Regions from separate parts of the Mus musculus genome. Here all the other regions are linked to region 4. A link is a contact called in public HiChIP or PLAC-seq and promoter capture Hi-C data. All regions are on one chromosome and are shown on one strand. The core of a region is the stretch at or near the end of the contact, and the rest is flanking DNA. Distances in the headings are between cores, read along the strand shown.

Region 1 (2,817 bases), core at 126-2,625, 850 kb before region 4:
CTGGTCTCTAACTCAAAACCCTTCTGCCTTTGTCCCTTGGGTAACACACGCTATCCTCCTATGTCTGCAGGCTGGCATTACAAGTATATGCCACCACCCCACTCTAATTTCTTGATCTTGCTGGAAGTTGTTGTATAAGCCAGAGCTCTGAGGCTCTGCCTGGAGGTGTTTCAGGAGGCTTCTGTGTGATGCTCACTAAGTGTGGTGTTAATAATCCTGCTTTTTGCTTCTGATAGTCTTTATAGTCTTAGCTAAGAACTACAAGGGGTTACAATAGAAGGCTTTCACCTTTGACAATTGCTTTGACCATCCCACTCAAACTGTTTCTCATATCACCCGGTACCTCCACCTTGGTGTAGGCAGCAGACTAGGCTGGCCTCAAACTCAGAAAGATCCTCCTGCCTCTGCCTCTCAAGTGCTGGGATTAAAGGTGTGCTCATCACCATACCCAGCTCCAGGTTCTTTTTTTTGTGCCATCTTCTTCTTTAAAATTCTCTCTCTAGATGATTTTCTTGTTTAGAGGCTGAAGATGGCCATTCTGCTGAGCCCCAGGTTTCTTGTCTAGACCCGCTCTTGATGCTGCAGAATCTCAGACCCACGGGAAACATTTCAGAGTGCTCTGTTCAGGGTGAGACTCTGGACTTCTTCACCAATGTCTGTATCATTCGTATCATCAAATGGTACCTTCGACTCTGTTGTGTAACTTAAAAATGAGGAGGCAAGCTTGGTCTTCTGCTTTCGTTTTCTGCCCTTCTACAGTGACCCACTTAACGCTGAGTTCTGCTAGTCTGTGTCTGGAGTAGATTACAAATTGAGCCTCCATTTTCCATCCCCACCGTCCCTCTATAGTTTAAGCTATGGTCAGGTCATCTCATCGAGATCGTGCACTCAGTAGCCTCCAATGTGCTTTCTCCAATGTCCCTCCAGTTTACTTCCTACCCAGTCCCCAGAACAATCCTCCCAATCCGTAACTCTCACAGTAACCGCCTTCTGCGTGCTTCAGATGACAGCCATCATTGAAAAGCCTCACGTGATCCAGCCTGAACTGACCTCCTGATCTCTTGCTGTCTGTGTCACATCGCGCAAGCTTCCTTGCCTTTCTGTCTTACCACACACCATCCCTTTGCCTGCAGGCTTTCCTGGATCCTCTCTGGCTATGTGTGAGTCAGCTCTGGAAGGCTCTACGGCAGCACACTCAGTAGGAGCCGCAGGTCCTTCCTGTCTGTTCACCTTGTGTTTCCCCACCTGCTTCTGTTGTCCTAGACGACCATGCAGTCACCATGCCTTTGTTTGTTTGCTCACCTCTGAACCCAGAATCTGAGCTCCTAGAAGAAAGGCATCTCCCTCTATCCCACAGGCACGGCTCTTCATAGCCACACTCCAACTGAGTACAGTGCCCAGCACATGGCTAATACTCCATAAATATTTACTGCATGAATAAAAGATCGAAAGAGGGTAAGTAAAAGAACCCCCCGGCTGTGTACCTTGCCTTGGGTCTATGCTTCCAAGAAACTTAAACTCTCTTAGAGGGCCATTAGATCCAAGAACATAAACATCACAGATAAATATTGATGCATTTCTCCAGCCACATGAATATTCAATAATGTGCTGCTTCTGATGTTGTGCTGTAAACAAGCTGTGTACTGCCTTAATGTCCTCATAGGTATGGGTCTGTAACCCCTCCCCTCACTGCCCTTCAGTAGTCAACCTTGGCCCCCTGTCCACACAGCCTAAATGCTTCTCCTCGAATGACTTCTGTGCTTCACTGAAGCCGAAGCCTTCAGGAAGTAGCCCGCTTGCCTTGCTCTACCAACTCTCTTTCAAGCCCCTAAGAGGATTGCAGTGCAGAGGCACCCAGATCTCCATTAGAAGCTGGTCCACCTGGAGCTGCATCCCGTGCCCTCCTGGTCTCTATTTGTGAACTCTGGACTCTTTTTCAGGGACTCCCGAGTCTCTTCTGGACATGGTGATCCTTCCCTCACAGCATGTACTATGCTCAGCTCCTCCCTCCCTCTTGGGCCAGGTCTGGGGTAGGGGAGAGGGGGGAGGGGGAGGGGAGGGGGAAGAGGGGGAAGCGGGGGGGGGGGGGAAGAGGGGGAAGCGGGGTGGGGGGGGAAGAGGGGGAAGAGGGGAGGATGGCTCAGAATGCCCCGCCCTTTCCCATTCCTTGCAGCCATCCTCTCCTTCCCAGTCAAACTTCCCAGAGACATTTATGGCTCTGTCTATGCCCTCATATCTCTATCTCCTTACCACCATTTTGGCACTATTGAATCAACTTCTTCCCTACCCCACAGACATAGTTAATAGAGTAATCACGAATTGCCTAAAAGCCACTATAATTGGTATTTTAAAAAAAAGGAAGGGGGCTGGTGAGATGGCTCAGTGGGTAAGAGCACCCGACTGCTCTTCCGAAGGTCTGAAGTTCAAATCCCAGCAACCACATGGTGGCTCACAACCATCTGTAACAAGATCTGACTCCCTCTTCTGGAGTGTCTGAAGACAGCTACAGTGTACTTACATATAATAAATAAATAAATCTTAAAAAAAAAAAAAGGAAGGAAGGAAGACTTTTATCCCAGGCACGAGGAGGGGGGGGGGGGTCACAGAAAGTACCTTACCAGGAAAGCAAGTTGTAAAGTGGCATTACAGAGGCTGGACATAGGTACTTACTTCCCATCGGAGGAAATACGGGAACAAGTTTGAGGTGGTGAAGCAATGTTTATGGCAAGCCCTTGTTTGACCTGACCAAACCAGAGTGCAGTTGCTGGAACTGGGGCCATGCAATCAACCTTGAAATTGACCAGCTTTCTGGAAATA
Region 2 (2,743 bases), core at 105-2,604, 580 kb before region 4:
CATGGTGTCAGCAGAAGGCACAGTGGGAGGGATGCGAGCCTGCTGGTCACTTTGTGTGGGAGGCAGCAGGGATGGGTTGGGGGGGGGCGGTGGGGTGGTGGGCGGTGATGAATGCATACTGGTCAGTTTGTTGTTTTCTCTTTGTTATTCAGTCTGTAACCCAGCCCCTGGTGTGGTGCACTCACAGTCATAATGGGTCCTCCCATCTCAGTTAGGTAATCTCAGCCATCGCACCCCCCCCCCCCCCCCCCCCCCCCCCCCCCCCCCCCCCCCCCCCGCACACCCAGACACTTGTCTCCCAGGTGATTCTAGACCCTGTCAAGTTGACAGTCAATATTGACTTTCAATAATTTCACTTTTTTTTTTTGGTATTTGATTGAATCATGGTTGGTCTTCTTTACTAAAATGGGAGGTTCAGAATGTCTTGCTGTATTCATCAGTGACTAGCTGATGTGTGGGCTTAGGTGGTACAGAGCAGTCCAGTTTGACTAGTCCCTGGTAATGTGCTCTGTGGTTTTTTAGTTTACACAATCTAGCTGGTAAACATGTCAAAAGAATCTTTTTTCTCTTTACCGATTCTGAGGGGTTCAGACATTTATAAATGTAGTCACACTTATTGTCTACCAGCATTGGGTTGCAGAGACTTTACTCTTGTTCACTCTTCAAAGTAAAGCAAGTCAGAGTGAAGACTTTGCTCATGGATGAGAGCTTAATCCTTAGTCACATTGGTACTACCTGAGAAATTGCTAGAAATTCAGAATCTCGCCCGAGACCTTCTCCCTAGCCTGTGGTGAACTGGGCCACACTCAGGCCTGGATACCGGCAGGTTTGGAGAGCTGATCTTGATGAGAGGGTGAAGTGGCTGCCAGCATCATCTCTGAGGGCCCTGAGACCTCTCTGCCCTCTGCAGCACAGCTGGATCCTAATGGAAATGACTGTCACTGCTCCTGTTAACTGGGGCCACTCTTGTTTATCCAAGGTACCACACCAAGGCTTAGTGGTAACATTTCCCAAAACCTGTTTATTTGCAAATAATAGAATAGCTCATGCTCTCACAGAGCTGCCCCTCTGTCCCTCTGTTGGAATATCCTGATTGTGGCCTAGAATGTGTCAGTGTCTGTGGCTGGAATAGTACCAGGCAGTCCCCTTTCCCCAGTGCCTACCAAATCAAATCCCGATGCAGAGAAAAGGTTTTCCCTGACTTCAGCATTTGGACTATTTGTTCAAACCATCATTATTTGACCCAGCATTGACCTTTCCATAGGATGATTGACAGTGGGAACATCCATTGCCTTCAGGGGAACCCCACCCCCATGCACATGGGTGTGGTCTGACATATAATCCTTTGACACAAGCACATTCCCTAAAGTTCAGGTTATTTGGTCTTAAATGACACCATATGTAGGCTAGCAGCAGCCCTCACAACCTGCTTCTCCTTTTTCTCTCACCAGGGTTCTGATATCTGGAAGGGGATCCACACCCTGCAGGACCTGGGCATAGAAGCCAGGAACCAGAGGCAAGGAGCCTGTTTTATAAACTTACTGAGAGCAGGTGGGACAATAGGAGGAGGGAAAGTTGTGACCAAAGAGATAATGCAAAAATGTGAATAACAAGTGGGGTGCAGTTCTCTCCTAATTCTTCTAAACAGTGAGTGTTTGAAAGTGCGGGAAAGATTACCCTCCCCTTTGTATGCACACTGACAGTGAGGAGATTGGCTGTTGTTGATGCAGGTGAACAGTTATAGACTGGCTTTGAATGGATTAGCACTGTCTCGGGAACTCTATCCCGTGGCAGTCCTTAGATTCTCTTTCTCATTGTAAAGATGCTGTGTGTGTTTTAGAAATAACTCCGTTATGCTGCTGGAAAAGCTTTCTTTCTTTCTTTTTTTCTTTTTTAACAAAAGATGTTTTAGATGTTGGAGAGAAAACAATGTGTTAGAAGCCCTTGCTGTTTATTGAGTTTAATAAATAATAATGATGACAAAAACCCTTCTGTTTGTATAGCTAAAAGGCATTTCCCACACATGATTTTTTTTGTTGGTTTTTTTTTTTTTTTTTTCTTTGAGACAGGGTTTTTCTGTATAGCCTTGGCTGTCCTGGAACTCTCTCTGTAGACCAGGCTGGCCTCAAACTCAGAAATCTGCCTGCCTCTGCCTCCCGAGTGCTGGGATTAAAGGCATGTGCTACCACGCCCGGCACCCCATACATGATCTTATTTCATCCTTCTATCAGTCCTGGGGTTATCCAGAACTGTGAAATTATTCTCATTTTGGCAAACTGAAGCCCGGAGAAGCCATGTGGCCAGAATAGTGAAGATGCCCTCAGACTAATATATAACTCTAGGTTTAATTTTCTCTTTGGTTTTAAAAAATGTAAGAGTTTCGATGACATTGAACCAATTGCCTACTGCCTATGTGGTTTAGGCAGAAATTTCATCATAATAGGCATTTCCTGACCTTTTCCTAGGATTCTGAGTGGTCTCAGACTAGAGGTGATATATGTGTCAGTCACATGTACACACATGCTGACACATGCACACACTGACACACACAGATACACATACAGGTACACATAGAAACAGATAAACACACACACTGGCACATAGACTCACGCACATAGACACACAGACACACACTGATGCACATACAGAGGCACACACATATATACATTCATACCTTGACACACAAACTGGTACACACACAATGACACACTCACATAGACACACACTGACACACATATAGACA
Region 3 (2,762 bases), core at 259-2,758, 550 kb before region 4:
TTAACGTTTGGAGACACATTCAAACCGTTATGATAGGAAATGAATCTATTCTAGGATCTTGGCTTTTCCTCTGTGGTTTGATCTGAGATGAATGACACACATATCATTTTTCCAATGCTTTAGAAAAATGAAGTCAAATCCATGTTTCCATTGAAAAATCAATGCAATCTCCTTTTGTGTCTATAGAAATTAGATTAATTCTTAATACATTCTTTAAGTAGATATGTTACCAAGTCTGTTTTAATGAATATATAAGACATTTTTCATAGAGTATATATTCAAATACATTGTGCAATACTATTCTTAGGCAAAATTATTTTTTAGGCCACATGAAACTGTACCACCCTGCTTACATAGTATTTATTTGCTTAGGGAATCTCCATCCTCAGGACAAAGATAAATTTCAGTCCAGGTAACATTACATTTTCAACTAGTGGAATTCAACTGAATGATATTTCAGCTGTCTTTCATAGACTGAGTTACTGAGGTCAGCCAGATTAAAATTCTCAGTTATGTTAGTCTTGAGAGGGTCCAAGAACTTCTAAGAAGGGATCTAAAAACTACTGAGAATTTTAGAGAATATCATCCTAAAGACTGTCATTAAGAAAATAGACAAAACCAGATGTTGGCAGATATGTTGAGAAAGAGGAACACTTATTCACTGCTATTGACAGCGGAAACTAGGCAGCCACTATGAAAGTCACCGTGAAGAGTTCTTCAAACTATAAAAGCTAGAACCACTATGTGACTTAGGTATACCACTTTTGGGCTTCTAGCTAAAGTACTGCAATACTACCATGGTGATACCTGCATATTTATGTTTATTTCCACACTACCCACAATGGCAAGGAGATGGAACCAGCCTAGATGTCCACCAAAAGATGAATGTGTAATGAAACTGAATAAATACACAATCCAATCTTAATCAACTGTAAAGAAATGTGATTGACATTTTCCGGAAAATGGAAAAAACCGCAAAGCATATTAATCAAGGTAATTAAGACTTGCAAAGACAAAAATCGCAAATTCTTTCTCATATGTGAATTTCAGCTTATATAAGTGCATACAACTGGGTGTAAGTATAGATGTAGTATATGAAACTGGAGAGAGGACACAGGAAAGGAAGTAGTGTTGAGGAAATGAGGGAAGAACAATAGGACCTGTGTGACAGAAAAGGAGAAGAGAGTCCACTGGGATATGTGTGGAAGGTATTGCGGGGACAGCAGGATAGGGGAGAAGAGATGGGGAGGAGAATCAGCAAAAATCAATCTTATTTGAACATGTCCTAATGAGACCAATGCTTTGTATGCTAACTAATACTGAGAAATACACAAACAGTTAAGAGCATCTTAAAGTTTTAGGTGGTGTTTAAAGGGCACATAAAATAGCAGTTAGGCTTGTGTTTGGGAATCTGTTCAGCCATCGAAGGGTCTGTGTGGGTGTCGGTTGGTTAACCTTTCAGAAATAACCGGAACACTCCAGCAGGACTCCGAAAGAGCCTGTGCACTTGTAAGCTTGGCATTCCTGAGCTGCGAATAGTTGCGCCACACCAGATGAGCTGCTAGGAATGCCGAGGGTGCCAGGGAATGAACTTGCTTACTTCTGACTTCTGAGAGGATATAATCCAAATGACAGGCACCCAACGGGGCCCAAGGTTCAGCACTTGGAAAGCAGCAAGACTCGAAGCCACCTGCGGTTGGTGATGGAAAGCGAGTGTCTATGATTTTAAAAAGTTAAGTATTATTTGGGCTTCACACTCCAAATAAAGTGCCAGGAGGCATAAGTGTAGAAACCACGTATGTGACATCAAGTGTGAGCCTGTTGGGTGCTGGCATCTGAGTGACTTAGACAGAGAGAGAATATATTCAGAAGTATAATAAATAGCTTAAGGGGATAGATTAAGAGGCCTAAATATGTTTTACTTGGATGAAGAATGAGAAGGGGGGATAAGCAGACATCTGCAGGTGCTGCAGGAAATGTTTGGGGTGGTGTGTAGAGGCACAGTTATTCCTGACATGGAACTGAGGAGAGGAAAGCTCAGCCCGAATGTCAGGAAAATATTTCTTACACAATTTCCACAAAGCTGCAAAGGGAAGTGGGCAGGTCTTGTTATTTAAAATCACACGAAACTAGGTTGGATCAACCAGCTGTTTTCGTCTTCACTCTCTCCACCATTTCTTGACCTAAAAATATCGGATTTTCTCTGTTATTGCTTGTATTTGTAAGTTATAAAAACTAGGTGTTCCTTGTGTAAATTTGAAGGTACTTTGTAGCTGTCAAATAGGAAATGGGAGAATCCCATAGGTTGGCGGTGTAGGGTATTGGCAAAACCCCTTCTTCTTTCTAGAGCTCATTCCTTCATTTAGTTTTAAAAGTTTATTTGACTTCAGGCTTTTCAGTTTTGGGTTTTACTTTTAGATTCTAATTGCAAAAAGAGCAGTTTGTGGTACTTGGGATCAAACCAAGGCCTCATAGAAGTCAAGCCAACTGTCTACCACTGAGCTATTGTCCCAAGCTCAGGAGTTGCTTTGGTTGGATACTTAAAAGTACTTACAATGGAAGGTGTCTAATGGAGTTAAATCCGGAATCAATAAAGAAGTTGCTGTGTGACTCCCTGGGAGTCATAAACAAATCTGTTCCCCATACATCATCAGCAACAGACCAAAGTTGCAGATTTACCAATGTCCAGCTTAATACAGGGATGAGTTTCCTGAGCTTGCTCACAGGGTATGGGTGATGCTTGACTGGAGGGAGGATCACTT
Region 4 (2,831 bases), core at 126-2,625:
TGGTATTTTTTTTTTTCTTAATGGGGTTGATACAGCTCCTGGAGGCAGTTACCCTTCACTTTCTCCCCAGAATCTTCTTCTAAAACCAAAATTTAATAGTAGCCTCGGTTTGCCAAATATGACCCTGCTAGTGATTCAACATCTCACAAAACCTTCAGTTCATAAACCAGGATACTAAAAAAACTATCAACCAAAGCCGTGGCGGGAAACCTTCTGAGTCCCCGGGGCCCAACTCCACTGCGTGTAAGGACCCCGCAATTCCCGAACCCTTTGGAGTATCGCAAGCTCCTCATTAGCCCTGCTGGCATGTCCGCACAGACACAGCATGGCAGAAGACCCGCACAGGTAGCCTTTCGGCATCCTGGCCACGGTCCGTCGAACCTTACACCCCTTCCCAGGGAGGGGAGAGTACCAGAAGGCAGAATGCATGGGTGCCCATGTCTAAGAAAATAGCTCCTGGAGATGGGAGCGAGTTCTGTACCTACAGTTCGCTAGCTCTCAGGGGCTGGGAGGGGGTGCGTTGGGGACAAGATTAGGTGACACCCCGCTCAAGGAAGCCTCTCTATCCCGGGTCGCGCTTTAGAGCAAAGCAGGACTACAGCCTCTTTTGCAAAGCTAGCTCTGGCTAGGTTCTCTCTCCTAATGAAGCAGTCCTCAGTCCCCCACTGGTGTTGAAACTTAGAGTTGACTCCCTCCTCTCCCACTCTTATAGTCTAAGTGGAAGCAAACCCACCAAACCCCACAGTTCTTCCCAATGACCTCTCTTCCAAGGCCTTCTCTCCTTCCCGCCTCTCCTGGCCCGCACCTCCCTAAAGTAGGTTGGATAGACGCAGTAACATATATGGAGGTGCCTTTTAGCCTCCATCATCCCACCTCCAACACTGTTGGAGAAGGAAGGAGGAATAGGCCAACTTTTGCCTCGGTTACAGCCTGAGCCCCATCCCCAGCTTCTACTACGGGTGCACCTCGAATCCTCAGAATAGCGCCCCTCTCCAGGTTGCCCTGCTCACCATTGGTTCCTGCAGAAGCGGGCTCGCCAGCAGCTGCTTCTGGGGACCTCTAGAAAGCTGCAATGAACCTGGTCGAGGGCCAGAGACTGGATCGCTGCAGGCTCCAAGACGGTTTAGACGAGAATCCCATCAGGGACGGAGACCAGATACTCAGGCTGGGTTGCAGCGCAGCGGCGTCTTAGGCTGGGGTCTCTCAGCTCGGATGCCGAACTCACCTAGCTTCCGGGCCAGGCCTCGCGCTCTTGCCTTCCCACCCTCCAGCACCACCCTCTCACATCTACTCCTTCCTTCTCTTTTCCCTCCCTCTCTTTCTTCCCTTCCTCCCCAGTCTTTCCCCCCAGCGGCCCCTCCCTTCTTCCCTCCTCCCTTAATCGCCTCCCCTTCTGGGGATGGGAGCCCCGCCCACATCCTCCCATCCAGCCACGGGGCCTCGCCTCGCCTGGCAAGGCCCGGGTCCGGAAGATTGCACAGCTCCCCAGCCCTCAGTTGCCACCTTGGCTGGGACCGATGCCTCCAGCTCGGGAAGCAGCCGGGGCTCACCTGGGGACCACGTGCAAGAGGTACTAGAAAGCATGCACCAACTAGTCTCTGTACCTTCCAAAAATACCCATGGGAGTCTGGGCTTCCCTGAGTTTAGAATAACTGCTGCCCAAACTGATGATTAAAACACTGAGTAATCACCATTTACCCCGAGTAATTAGAGATAATGAAACACCTCTAAAATCAGGTTATGGAGAAGGGAGCTGTTGGATTGGTTTAAAGGGTGGCCTTCCGTAAACTGTTAAAGGATTCCCAAACGTTGAAACAGGCTGTGAGCAGGGCTGTGTGCCCGAAGGAGATACCTCTTCAACTATTAGGAGGTGACTTTCCCCCCAAAAAAGTTTTTGTGAGATGTTTCTTGTGGACATTTGAGAATTGCACCAACCCCCCTTAAACTGGGTGCCCTCCATCGATCCCCCAGGTCTAACATTTCAAGTGCACAGAGGTAGTTTGCAGGCACTTGGCAGGCAAACAGGCCTAGGCCTTGTAAGACAATTAGAAAATCCTATTTATATCTCTGAAGCCTTCTTAACTGCCAGATGGTTATTTTGTTTGTTTGTTTGTTTGTTTGGGACCTTCCAGGAAGGTAACACAGTGCCTTTTAGGCCATGTAGAGAAAAAAACAAAGTGCCCTTTGGCCCCTTTTTAAAAGAAGGGAGATGAGGAATTGAGTCTTTCATAACAACAGTAAGAACAAGAGTTGGTAATCATGCTAGCTGGGAGGTGGAATGTGGCCGGCTTTTAAACCTTCCCAAACAGGAGCTAATTTCACACCCTGCCTCTGATGGAGCTGGGAAGGAACTATCAGCTTCATCTTTGTTTTTACAAACGAGGATGGGGAAGGTGAGCCAGGCTAAGAGTATTTGCCCAGAGCGCTGAAGGAAATCACAGCCTCTGCTAAAGGGAAAGCTGCAGGGAAGGGGTGAGGCCAGCAGCCCAGAGCTTCAGGTAGCTCTCAAAGGGCTGGAAGATAGCAATTTCCGGTTCTTGGTTTCTGGGGTGGGTGTTATACTCCCTTGTCACCACAAAGCAGTCTTGACCTAGGGCCGCTCATCTGACCTTTGTACTTACACACCTTCAGAATTTAAAAAAAAAAAAACAGGAACGAGTTCCTGTATTCTACTGGCCAGAGACAAAGGGTGAGAAGGAATGTCAGGTTGGAAGGAGTGTTAGAGGCTGAGCACAACATCCTGACCATCCCCAGCCTGGAGCACACTGTATGCCCCTGACTAAGTCCTTTCATTCCAATGGGTACCACCTCTCTCATCCAGAACAGAAAGA

Evidence for each region. Promoter capture Hi-C pulls out the DNA fragments that hold promoters and counts their contacts. HiChIP or PLAC-seq counts read pairs in DNA pulled down with a chosen protein or histone mark.
Region 1: a contact with region 4 is called in a promoter capture Hi-C map of hippocampal neurons, with 3 times the contacts expected there. The contact joins the promoter of 4930527F14Rik here to the promoter of Bmp4 in region 4. A contact is called at or near these places in 3 of 39 promoter capture datasets (hippocampal neurons and liver), 1 of 484 Hi-C or Micro-C datasets (embryonic stem cells) and 2 of 115 datasets of contacts at active chromatin or transcription factors (both in embryonic stem cells).
Region 2: a contact with region 4 is called in an H3K4me3 HiChIP or PLAC-seq map of craniofacial prominence, with 2.7 times the contacts expected there. The contact joins the enhancer-like site here to the promoter of Bmp4 in region 4. A contact is called at or near these places in 5 of 39 promoter capture datasets (cranial neural crest, hippocampal neurons, liver and 1 more) and 6 of 115 datasets of contacts at active chromatin or transcription factors (craniofacial prominence, embryonic limb bud, fibro-adipogenic progenitors and 3 more).
Region 3: a promoter capture Hi-C map of second pharyngeal arch cranial neural crest shows a contact between it and region 4, with 4 times the contacts expected there. The contact joins the enhancer-like site here to the promoter of Bmp4 in region 4. A contact is called at or near these places in 6 of 39 promoter capture datasets (the C10 cell line, cranial neural crest, hippocampal neurons and 3 more), 8 of 115 datasets of contacts at active chromatin or transcription factors (craniofacial prominence, embryonic fibroblasts, embryonic limb bud and 5 more) and 1 of 9 other capture datasets (liver).

What each region holds. Positions count from the first base shown.
Region 1 is chr14:45,542,335-45,545,151 of GRCm38.p6, forward strand. 4930527F14Rik (RIKEN cDNA 4930527F14 gene) reads left to right here and starts at 1,376. Exons shown (of 7, transcript NR_045809.1): 1 at 1,376-1,455; 2 at 1,941-2,023. Gm41144 (a long non-coding RNA gene) reads right to left here and starts at 1,065. Exons shown (of 4, transcript XR_003951187.1): 1 at 1,051-1,065.
Region 2 is chr14:45,812,582-45,815,324 of GRCm38.p6, forward strand. No RefSeq gene overlaps it. Among named protein-coding and RNA genes, the nearest start is that of A530076I17Rik, 150 kb to the left of the region's middle. Within about 2 kb of position 1,355, at least 2 of the 459 cell types and tissues checked have an H3K27ac peak or open chromatin away from gene starts, as enhancers often do. A contact at or near this core is called in craniofacial prominence, where this site is marked.
Region 3 is chr14:45,835,678-45,838,439 of GRCm38.p6, forward strand. No RefSeq gene overlaps it. Among named protein-coding and RNA genes, the nearest start is that of A530076I17Rik, 170 kb to the left of the region's middle. Within about 2 kb of position 1,509, at least 3 of the 459 cell types and tissues checked have an H3K27ac peak or open chromatin away from gene starts, as enhancers often do.
Region 4 is chr14:46,389,294-46,392,124 of GRCm38.p6, forward strand. It overlaps Bmp4 (bone morphogenetic protein 4), which reads right to left and starts at 1,376. Exons shown (of 4, transcript NM_007554.3): 1 at 1,011-1,376. RefSeq lists promoters at 1-1,008, 1,059-2,831, 1,059-2,465.